Linked DNA regions of Mus musculus: regions 1 and 2 are each linked to region 3. The links are chromatin contacts, called in public Micro-C and promoter capture Hi-C maps. All regions are on one chromosome and are shown on one strand. The core of a region is the stretch at or near the end of the contact, and the rest is flanking DNA. Distances in the headings are between cores, read along the strand shown. Region 1 has its middle 11 kb from the start of Gm45202. Region 2 holds the start of Pde8a (phosphodiesterase 8A). Region 3 holds the start of Crtc3 (CREB regulated transcription coactivator 3).

The links. Promoter capture Hi-C pulls out the DNA fragments that hold promoters and counts their contacts. Hi-C and Micro-C count contacts between places; a contact is called where the count stands out from the background.
Region 1: a contact with region 3 is called in a promoter capture Hi-C map of neutrophils, with 9 times the contacts expected there. The contact joins the enhancer-like site here to the promoter of Crtc3 in region 3. A contact is called at or near these places in 5 of 39 promoter capture datasets (hippocampal neurons, liver, neutrophils and 1 more), 1 of 484 Hi-C or Micro-C datasets (cerebral cortex), 2 of 115 datasets of contacts at active chromatin or transcription factors (acute myeloid leukemia and pancreatic cancer cells) and 1 of 9 other capture datasets (liver).
Region 2: a Micro-C map of embryonic stem cells shows a contact between it and region 3, with 2.1 times the contacts expected there. The contact joins the promoter of Pde8a here to the promoter of Crtc3 in region 3. A contact is called at or near these places in 2 of 39 promoter capture datasets (the C10 cell line and liver), 1 of 484 Hi-C or Micro-C datasets (embryonic stem cells) and 3 of 115 datasets of contacts at active chromatin or transcription factors (acute myeloid leukemia, bone marrow-derived macrophages and thymic regulatory T cells).

The regions. Positions count from the first base shown.
Region 1 is chr7:80,142,349-80,145,394 of GRCm38.p6, reverse strand. No RefSeq gene overlaps it. Among named protein-coding and RNA genes, the nearest start is that of Gm45202, 11 kb to the left of the region's middle. Within about 2 kb of position 1,519, at least 140 of the 459 cell types and tissues checked have an H3K27ac peak or open chromatin away from gene starts, as enhancers often do. A contact at or near this core is called in acute myeloid leukemia, cerebral cortex and neutrophils, where this site is marked.
Region 2 is chr7:81,211,524-81,214,555 of GRCm38.p6, reverse strand. Pde8a (phosphodiesterase 8A) reads right to left here and starts at 1,291. Exons shown (of 22, transcript NM_008803.3): 1 at 468-1,291. The coding sequence starts at 641.
Region 3 is chr7:80,687,484-80,690,383 of GRCm38.p6, reverse strand. Crtc3 (CREB regulated transcription coactivator 3) reads left to right here and starts at 1,507. Exons shown (of 15, transcript NM_173863.2): 1 at 1,507-1,777. The coding sequence starts at 1,646.

The sequences.
Region 1 (3,046 bases), core at 270-2,769, 550 kb after region 3:
CTGGCTGTCCTGGAACTCACTTTGTAGACCAAGCTGGCCTTGAACTCAGAAATCCACCTGCCTCTGCCTCCCGAGTGCTGGGATTAAAGGTTTGTGCCACCATGCCCAGCTTCTTTTTTCTTTTGGAACAGGTTCTCAGTGTGTAGACTAGCCTTGAACTCAGAGATCTTTCTGCCTCAGGCTCTCTCACATGCTACTACTTAAAAGATGTATACCAGCACACTTTGCTAAAATACTCTCCTCAAACAGAAGATTGTACCAGGCAGTGGTGGTACACACCTTTAATCGAAGCACTTTGGAGGCAGAGGCAGGCAGATTTCTGAGTTCGAGGCCAGCCTGGACTCCAGGACAGCCAGGGCAATACAGAGAACACCCCTCCCAGATGGCAGTGTAGGACTGGGAATGTAGCCCAGGGAGGAGAGTGGTTGTCTAGCATGTGCAGTGTGCTGGATTCCATCTCCAGTATTCTGAAAACTGGGTGTGGTCACCCTCGATTGGAGTCCCAGCAGTTGGGAGGTGGAGGCAGAAGGATCAAAAGTTCAATACCATCCTTCCCAACTCAGGGAGTTTGAGGATAGCCTGGAGTACACGAAATTCCTGTCTCAAAATAAAACAATAGCTGTGTGTGTGCACGATGCACGCCTTTAATCCCCGCACTCAGGAGGCAGAAGCAAGGGTGAACCTCTGTACGTCTGAGGCCAACCTGGTGTCCATAGAAAGCTCCAGACAAGCTAAGGCTATACAGTGAGGCCTTGTCTCAATAATTAAAACAATAATCTGGGACAGAGGCAGGCGGATCTCTGAGTTTGAGGCCAGCCTGGTCTACAGAGTGAGTTCCAGGACAGCCAGGGCTAGACAGAGAAACCCTGTCTCGAAAAACCAAAAAAAAAAAAAAAAAAAAAAAAAAAAACTGGGCCAGTGAAGTGATGAGCACCTTTAATCCCAGCACTTGGGAGGCAGAAGCAGGCGGATCTCTGATCTTCCTCTTGCCTCACCCTCTGGAATGCTGGGAAGGCAGACCCATGCCACCCCATACCCCTCTTTCACCCTTTCAAATGTCCTAGTAGACAATTTAACATCACAGTGAGTCTTGCGCGTTGTGTTTTGTGGGCCGCAGCATCGGGACAATGTCTGGCCTGTCTCAAGCAGGTATACCTGTCAGCTCTTGCCAGCATTCCTGCCTGGCCTGGTGAGCGCTCCTCAGGTGGCGGGTTTCACTGGAAACACTCCTGCCCTCCCTTTTCTTGCCTCTGCTTTGGAGAGGGATCCCTGCAAGGCATCTGTTTCCCTTCCAGGCTTGGCGTGTGTTCTTGTCCTCTGGTTCTTCTTTTTAACTTCCTCCCCGAAACCGCTCCAGATGCACCCTGCCTCAAAAGCTTAGCATTTCTAAAAAAGGTGGGATTTTCCTGCTGTCTCTTCTCCCATTTCTCACCACACCCCACTCGGCTCTGTCTGGCTCCAGGACTCTGCGCCTCAAGCATCTTTCTGATCAGACTGAATCCTTTCTTATCTGAACTTACTGGTCACTTTACCTAAGTCTCTCTGTTTCCTCCTTCAGCCCCGCCCTTCTGAGGTCTGGCCCACTATAGAGAGATGGGACTGCGTTCCAGGGGCTGCCTTATGCACTTTTTCCCCAGCCGGCCCCCCGCCCCGGCCCCCACCCCTGAGGCCGTGGGTCTCCTCTCAGCCTGGCAGCTGGTAGAGAGACGATCTGCATCTCAGCTGTGGCTGCCCACTCATCTGTTTCTCAGGAGACCCACATAGACACCAGATGGCAAGTCTGCAATGTGCTTAGCGGGGTGAGAACAGGTTTTGTTTGGGAAAATATCTCGATCAGCCAGTTGGGCCGAGAAGGGGAAGTGCCAAGGACGCGGTTGAAGAGAGCTGGTTACACACAGGAGGAACTGAGTAGCTGCGTGAAGGACAGCTTGCAAGACAGTGGTGAGAGATCTCAACAACAGGAAAGTCAGAACGGGGGAGATGCAAAACAAGAGAACCCAGCCCAGAGGGTGCCACGATTGGTTTTTACATATATTTATCTATTTTACATGTATGTATGTGTGTGTCCATAGTCTTCTTGTGGAGTGTGGAGGTCAGAGGACAACTTTAGGGAGTCAGTTCTGTCCTACAGAGTGGGTTCTGAGGATGGAACTCAGATTACTGGCTTTGGCAGGAAGTACCATATCACTAACTCACCTCACTGGCCTGGCCCCCCCCCCCCCATCCCCCTCTGTGACTTTTGTTAGTGGGTTGAGTAGGATCTTGCTATGTAGCCAAGACTAGTCTCAAAGTTTCAAACTTTAAGCTTGCAGTCCTCTTGCCACAACTTAAGTTGTTCTCCTGCCCCCAACCACCCCTTCCAGACTGGCTCTCAATTTGTAATCTTGACTATCCTCAAACTTAACTATGTAGCCCTGCCTGGTCTTGAACTCATAGAAGTCCATCTGCCTCACTTTCCCATGTGCTGAGATTAAAGGCATATATTACCATTCCTAGCCTTTTAAATTTATTATATATACTGTAGCTGTCTTCAGACACACCAGAAGAGGGTATCAGATCTCATTACAGATGGTTGTGAGCCACCATGTGGTTTCTGGGAATTGAACTCAGGACCTCTGGAAAAACAATCAGTGCTCTTAACCACGGAAGCATCTCTCCAGCCCGCCACCTGCCATGTATGTGTGTGTATGTGTGTTGCTTTTAACCATTGAGCCATCTCTCTAGCTCCAATTAGCTATGAGTTTTGGATGACTATTTTTGTTGTTGTTTTAACTGTGCAAATATACATAGCAGGCAGGTATCGTGGCAATTACCTTTAATTCCTGAACTCCAGAGTAAAAGACAAGTGGATTAGACAGGTGGACAGCCTATTATAAGTTCAAGGCCAGCCTGAACTACATGGTGAATACCAGGATACCAGGTCATCCAGAGCTGCTACAAAGTGAGACCCTATCTCAAAAACAAACAAACAAACAAACAAACAACCCAGACCCAACAAACAAACAAACAAGCAAACGAGCATTGTTACATACCACACGCCTTTAAT
Region 2 (3,032 bases), core at 42-2,541, 520 kb before region 3:
GTGAAGCCAAACCTATGTTCCAGGTTACATTTCAATGGCCCCCAAAAAAGTGGAAAAGTGAAACTGCTTGTGCAATGAGAGGACAGAGGTTGGGATAAGCTAGGCAGGGGGTGAGGGGGGGGGGGAACTGGTGGCATCTAAGACCCTTCCCAGTGCGGACAACCCTTGCCTTTCTACTCTGGGAATGCCAGAGCAAAGTGCACTCTGGTTTACCATGTCAGGAACGTGCCGGGGATATCCCGGGTCCCCCACCCACCCCGCTGGGAGAAAACTGACTCGCCGCGTCCGACCCCGGCCGGGAAGGAACGGACACGGCGGATCCCGCGGCGCCGCGTCATAGCCCTGTTAAGCCTCGGTCCGCGACAGCCCGCAAACGCGGGCGGCTGGCGTCGGTCAACGCCAGGGCGGCTGCCTAGAGGGCCCCCAGTGCCCCGCGTTTGTTTCCCCGCCCTCCCAGTGCGGCTCACCTTCGAGGCGCCGTTATCCCGAGGCTGAGGCTCCACGAGCCCGGGCGCGGTCGACCATCGCTGAATAGATCTCGGCGCGGGGCCCGGGACGTCCACGTCCACGTCCTCGTCCTCGCCGTCGCTGTGGCTAAACGTTCGGTTTTCGGAAGTGTGGATGCTCGGGGCGCAGCCCATACTGGCGGCGGCGGCACCGCGGACTCGCTGGCGGGCAGCCGCGATCCGGTCAGCAAACGGCCCGCCCGGCGCCTCGGGGCCGCCGCGGGCGCCGTGTCATCGCGGCCTGAGCGGGCGGGCGGGCAGGCGGGTGGGCGGCGGCGGCAAGCGCGGGTCTCGCGTCAGGAAGCGCGGCCGCCCCTTTTATTGCGCTGCGGGCGCGGCGGCCGTGGGGAGGGGGCGCTGGGGCGAGAGGCGCGCCGCGGACGCCCCTCCGAACATGCCCTTCCTGAGGCGGGAGCCGCCGCTGTCTCCCTCACATCGCCGCGCGCGCCGCAGCCGCCGCGCTTCCGGGGAAATGTCGGGGGTGGAGATTTGCGCTCTCGCCACCGGGAGCCGCGAGCCCGCGCCGCGTTTGCACCGCCGCCCTCGCCTCGTCTGACTCTCGAGGAAACGGGCGCTCGCTCGCCTGGCGGTGCCTCTCCTCGGCCCGGCGGACGGCTGGGTGAGCGCCCCTAGTCGGGCTACCGTAGGGGAGCCCAGCCCTCGGCGCCCGCACTCCGAGCTGGGGACCCGCTCGCTGACGGAGCGAGCGCCTCGACTCCGGTCGGGCCGCGCCGTCGAGAAGCGCCGAGGCGGCTGCGCGAGCCAGGAGTTGAGCATCCGAGACTCCCGCTCCGTGCTCCGGACCGCGTCTTGCGGGCAACTCGCCGCGCCCAGCCCCCAGCGGTGACCTCCAGCGGCTGCTGGCGTCAATGCAAAGCAGCTGGGGCGCCCGCCGCCCGCTCCCTGTACCGCCCGTCCAAGAGCATGCGCGGCCGCGACCGCAGGGGCACCTAGCCAGCCCGTCCGGAGAAAGGAAAGGACTTGCTGAAGGATACAGAGCCATTCTGCTTCAGGGGCTACCGAGTTCGTTCACTGTCAGGTCACTGTGTTTGAGATTTGGAGCTATCGTCCGTTAAGAGACCAGTTGGAAGGACCTCAGTCCGAAGCGTTCCGAAGTCCATGGGGAACTACACTCCAGGTCCCAGGCGTTATTACCAGGGATAGCCCTTGCTCCAAGACCTGGCACGTCACGCCTCTGGTTGCACTCAGACCTGTGGGACTGCAATATTTCGAAGTTGGTTAGGGAAAGCCGGTCCTCTTAACCAAAGGACGATTCCAGGTTCGACAGTCCCAAGGATCCGAACCAAATGAAGAGTTGTGCGTCCGTCCAGCAGGGATCAGAACTGCAGCCCCCCAAGTGCTACCAGATAGCTAGCTGTGTGACTCCAGATGAGTCTCTTAACCTCTCGGTAGCTGAAACTGGAGGGCGACGCCCCTGGGTGTGCATCTGATACCCAGAGCCAGCCACTTCGAGGGCCTTCCCGCCCTTCTTTGCTCTCTAGGTCCACCGGGACCCTGGCGGGACCGGGACGTAGCTTCCTTTCCTCAGTCCACACCTTTCCTACACGCACCCGGGTGCGACCCTGAGTGGCTGAGACTCCTGCCCGCGGACTGGCTACTGTTAAGACCCGGAGATGTGCTCCGGGCTGAAGTCCCTGCTGTGACAGACACAGGTGCTTGGTCCCTGTGGCAGCTGCAACGTCCTTGAGCATCGATCTTCGCCACCAAAGGAGGATACAGGGCGGCTTCCGGAGCGGATAAGGCTGGAGCAGCTTTAGAAACTGGTTCTCTTTTCTGGCCTTTGGCACGCGGCTCCTTTGTCAAGTTAAAGCACGCTGTCCTATAAAAATATGACTGGCTCCTCCAAGGTGTCTTGAAAAACAGGAAAAGTTTTTGTACTGACACCCGTTATTCCACCCAGTCTGTGGTGTTTTCAACTAGCAGTCTTAGAGGGTAGATTTTTTGTTTTGTTTTTTTTTGTTTTGTTTTGTTTTTTTTCAGCTGGTAGCTGGATCCCTAGAGAAATTGCCTTTAGCCAAGATGCACGTACAAGTCTAAGGCTCTTCTCTCCGCCCACCAAAAGTCTGGCCTTGACAACTCCACAGTGACCTTGCTAGTGAAGCTCCAGGAAGCCCCGGCCCTCCCCTCGCGGACTGGCTCACAGCGGCCCTGCTTTGTCTTAGGGATCCTTGAGCTTGATGTCAATAGCAGGGTGGGGCTGAGGAAAGGAGGCTAGCTAGAGACCAAAGACAGATCCGTACCTTCCCCAATCTCTCTCTGATCCTGAGTTGGATTCTGTCGTCGTCGTCCCCCCCCCCCCCCCAACTCCTTTCTCTCTCATTTTGAAACTGATTTCTCACCCTGCAATTTAGGAACCCACAGATTTGGAACCTGAGGCTAAGAAAGACACTCTGGCAATTGGAGCCATCAGTTTACTCCTGGGTCTTGTAAAAGGAGCCCGTTTTTTTTGTTTTTGTTTTTTAATTCTCTGTAACCTTGGCCAGGGTCACAGTGTTGGAGCTGTGG
Region 3 (2,900 bases), core at 258-2,757:
TGCATGCAAGCATACACACATACATATAAAAATCAAGAAATATAAAATAAGAAAAAAAAGCATGGTGGGTAGGACAATACAACAGACACATAAGCCTAATTATAACAAAACAATCTAGGGACTAGTGAGCTCCCTAAGTCGGTAAATGTGCCTGCCACCAACCTGAGTTATTGGCGGATGTGAGTACACACACACACACACACACACACACACAAAATGAATAATGAATGAATGTAAAAAACCAACACATATAAAAACAGTTGCAGGAAATACAAAAGTTGCACATCATGTCTATAAATTCTTTTTGGTTTTGTTTTTGAGACAAGGTCATCATACAGTCTGGACTGGCTTTCTTCTCATTATGTAGCCAAGGAGGACCTTGAACTACTGATCCTGCTGCCTCTAACTCCTGACTGCTAGGATTACAGGCACTTGCCATAATGCCCAGCCTCATTTTTGTATAAATTTTAAACATAAAACTTCCTATCCCACATAGAGTAACTGGATTAATAAATCATACACAATAAAAGGAAGAACAGAATAATAAGTATATGTTAATTTTGAAAAAATGAACAGTAGTGTTAGACATCACTACCAACATAGTTACTTTTTATGGAGACAAAGAATGAGGTGGGGTTCTTTTTTTTTTTTTTTTAAATAAACTCCAAGCATATGAAGCAAAACGATTTTTAAAAAGTCTTATTGTGTATGTGTGTCTAGGTATGTGCTTGCTACAGCCTGAGTGTGGAGGCCAAAGGACAAGTCTCAGGAGTCAGTTATCTCCTTCCACATGAGTCATTTAGCTGGCCCCAAAATGCCTTTTAAATTTTATTTGCAGTGTTGGAATCAAACCCAAGGCCTAGGGCTTGTCACACAAGCGCTCTACAGCTGAACACCGTCCCCAGGCTCTGCAAAAATGTTTTGATGGTTTAATCATGAGGTGCGTGGGCGTTGTTGTTATTTTCCGTATTTCTCCTCATGTCGCTAATACGTCCTAATTCACAGAACACAGTCATGCTCAACACTCTCCAGGACATCTTGGTGTACAATTATGTTGGAAGCAGCTTCTGGGCTAAAAAGGGGGAAGCCTGACGAGGCCACTTGCTGTTTTACCAGCGAAGTTGAACGGATGGGAGAGATGGCTCAGTTAAGAGTACAAACAGCTCTTACAGAGGCAAAGACCCGTGTTTGGTTCCTAGATTAGTGTGATCTCCGTGGGTGCCTGCATGCACATATACATATGTACACATCCACACTGGGCAGTGGTACCCAGCGGCTCTCACACATTGGTGCAGCTTAACTTTACAGACGTGATATAGGTGTGAGAAGTCCCGAAGCAGGCTGGGGACCGTGGGCTCAGCCCTCGGTCGGCTCGCCGGAGGTCGAGCTCCCCGGCTGGGAGGCCGGGCTTCGGGGCCCGGAGGCCGGGCGGGCCGCGCCGAGGGCGGAGCCGCCGCGCGGGGGCGGACCTCGGCGCGCTCCCGGCCGCTCGCTGGCTCTGGGGCCGCGGCGGCTCCTCTGCCGGGTCGCGCCGGAGGACAGGTTTCGGGCGGCGGCTTGGGCGGCCTGCGGACAGACCGGGTGGGCCGAGCAGCGGAACCCCGCGCCTGCCGTGTGCCTAGCCCGCTAGCGCCGGGCGCGCGCCATGGCCGCCTCGCCCGGTTCGGGCAGCGCCAACCCGCGGAAGTTCAGTGAGAAGATCGCCCTGCACACGCAGCGGCAGGCCGAGGAGACGCGGGCCTTCGAGCAGCTCATGACCGACCTCACCCTGTCCCGGGTGAGCTCCGGGGCCGGCGCGAGCGGTGCGGGCGGGTCCGCGCGGCGGGGAAGAGGTCGCCGGGCCGAGGCGGCGGCGGCGGAGCCGGGCGGGGGCCGCGGGTGGGGAGTGGGGCCGGGGCGGCCGCGGCCTCGGCTCTGGCCGGCCTGGCGACACCGAATGCGGCTTGCTATCTCGGTGGACGGGCCTCGGTGCGTTGAGCTGGAAACGGCCGAGCCCGGGGAGGCGGGCAGCGGGGCCGGGCGGCCTAAGCGGGAGGATGACCCCGAGAGGAAATCGCACGCAGCTGCAGCTCAGAGGCCGGACCGAGGCACGCCTGGTTCGGGCGGTGCGGCTTCTCCGTGGACACCCACGGCCAGCGAGCCCTTGACTGTCGGCGTAGAAGGCCTCGGGGGCCGGAGGGTCGCACATCCTCCCCGAGGGGAAGACTTGGTGCACGCACAAGCGAATCGACGGCTGGCCCCTGAGTGGCAGGGGGCCTTGGTACCACGTTGAGATTCCGTGGCTTTCCCTCCTTCGCCTCTTGGAGGTGCTTTCCGTGGTCCGGTGCATTTGCTCAGCATCAGATATTTAGTGAGAACTGACAGGGTGCCTAGCGCAGATGGTGACTGCGGAGGGACCCAGAGGAATGAGTAAGAGCGAGTCGGAACAAACACCTGGGAGGCTAGACAACTGGAGCGGACGGCAGGGGATGGAGACGGCAGGAGTGTCTGTGTAGACTGCAGAGGGTCAACGTGAGTGGGCAGCCTTGAGGATTCTGAGTGCTGGCCTTGAAGGCACATTGTCAGATGGGGGAGGCTAGGAAGATGCTGGGGGTGGACAGCTGGAAGCAGACGTGTGAGCAGATTGCAAGCTGGTTGTTTCCCTGCTTCCCAAGGTGCAAGCGTATTCTATTTTGGCCACCATAGTGTTTGGGATTGAAAAACAAAAACAAGAAAACTAAAATCTGTTGCTAGGGTTTAAATTGGGAGTTTTTTCTTTTAACATAAATTTAACATAAACTAAACTAACATAAATGTATAGCATAAACTAAACGGACTTACTTTAAAATTAAGAGACTTGGAAACAATCTTGAGTGTTACTTCCCTCAAGTGGAGTGTGAACTCTTTCTTGCTATAATACA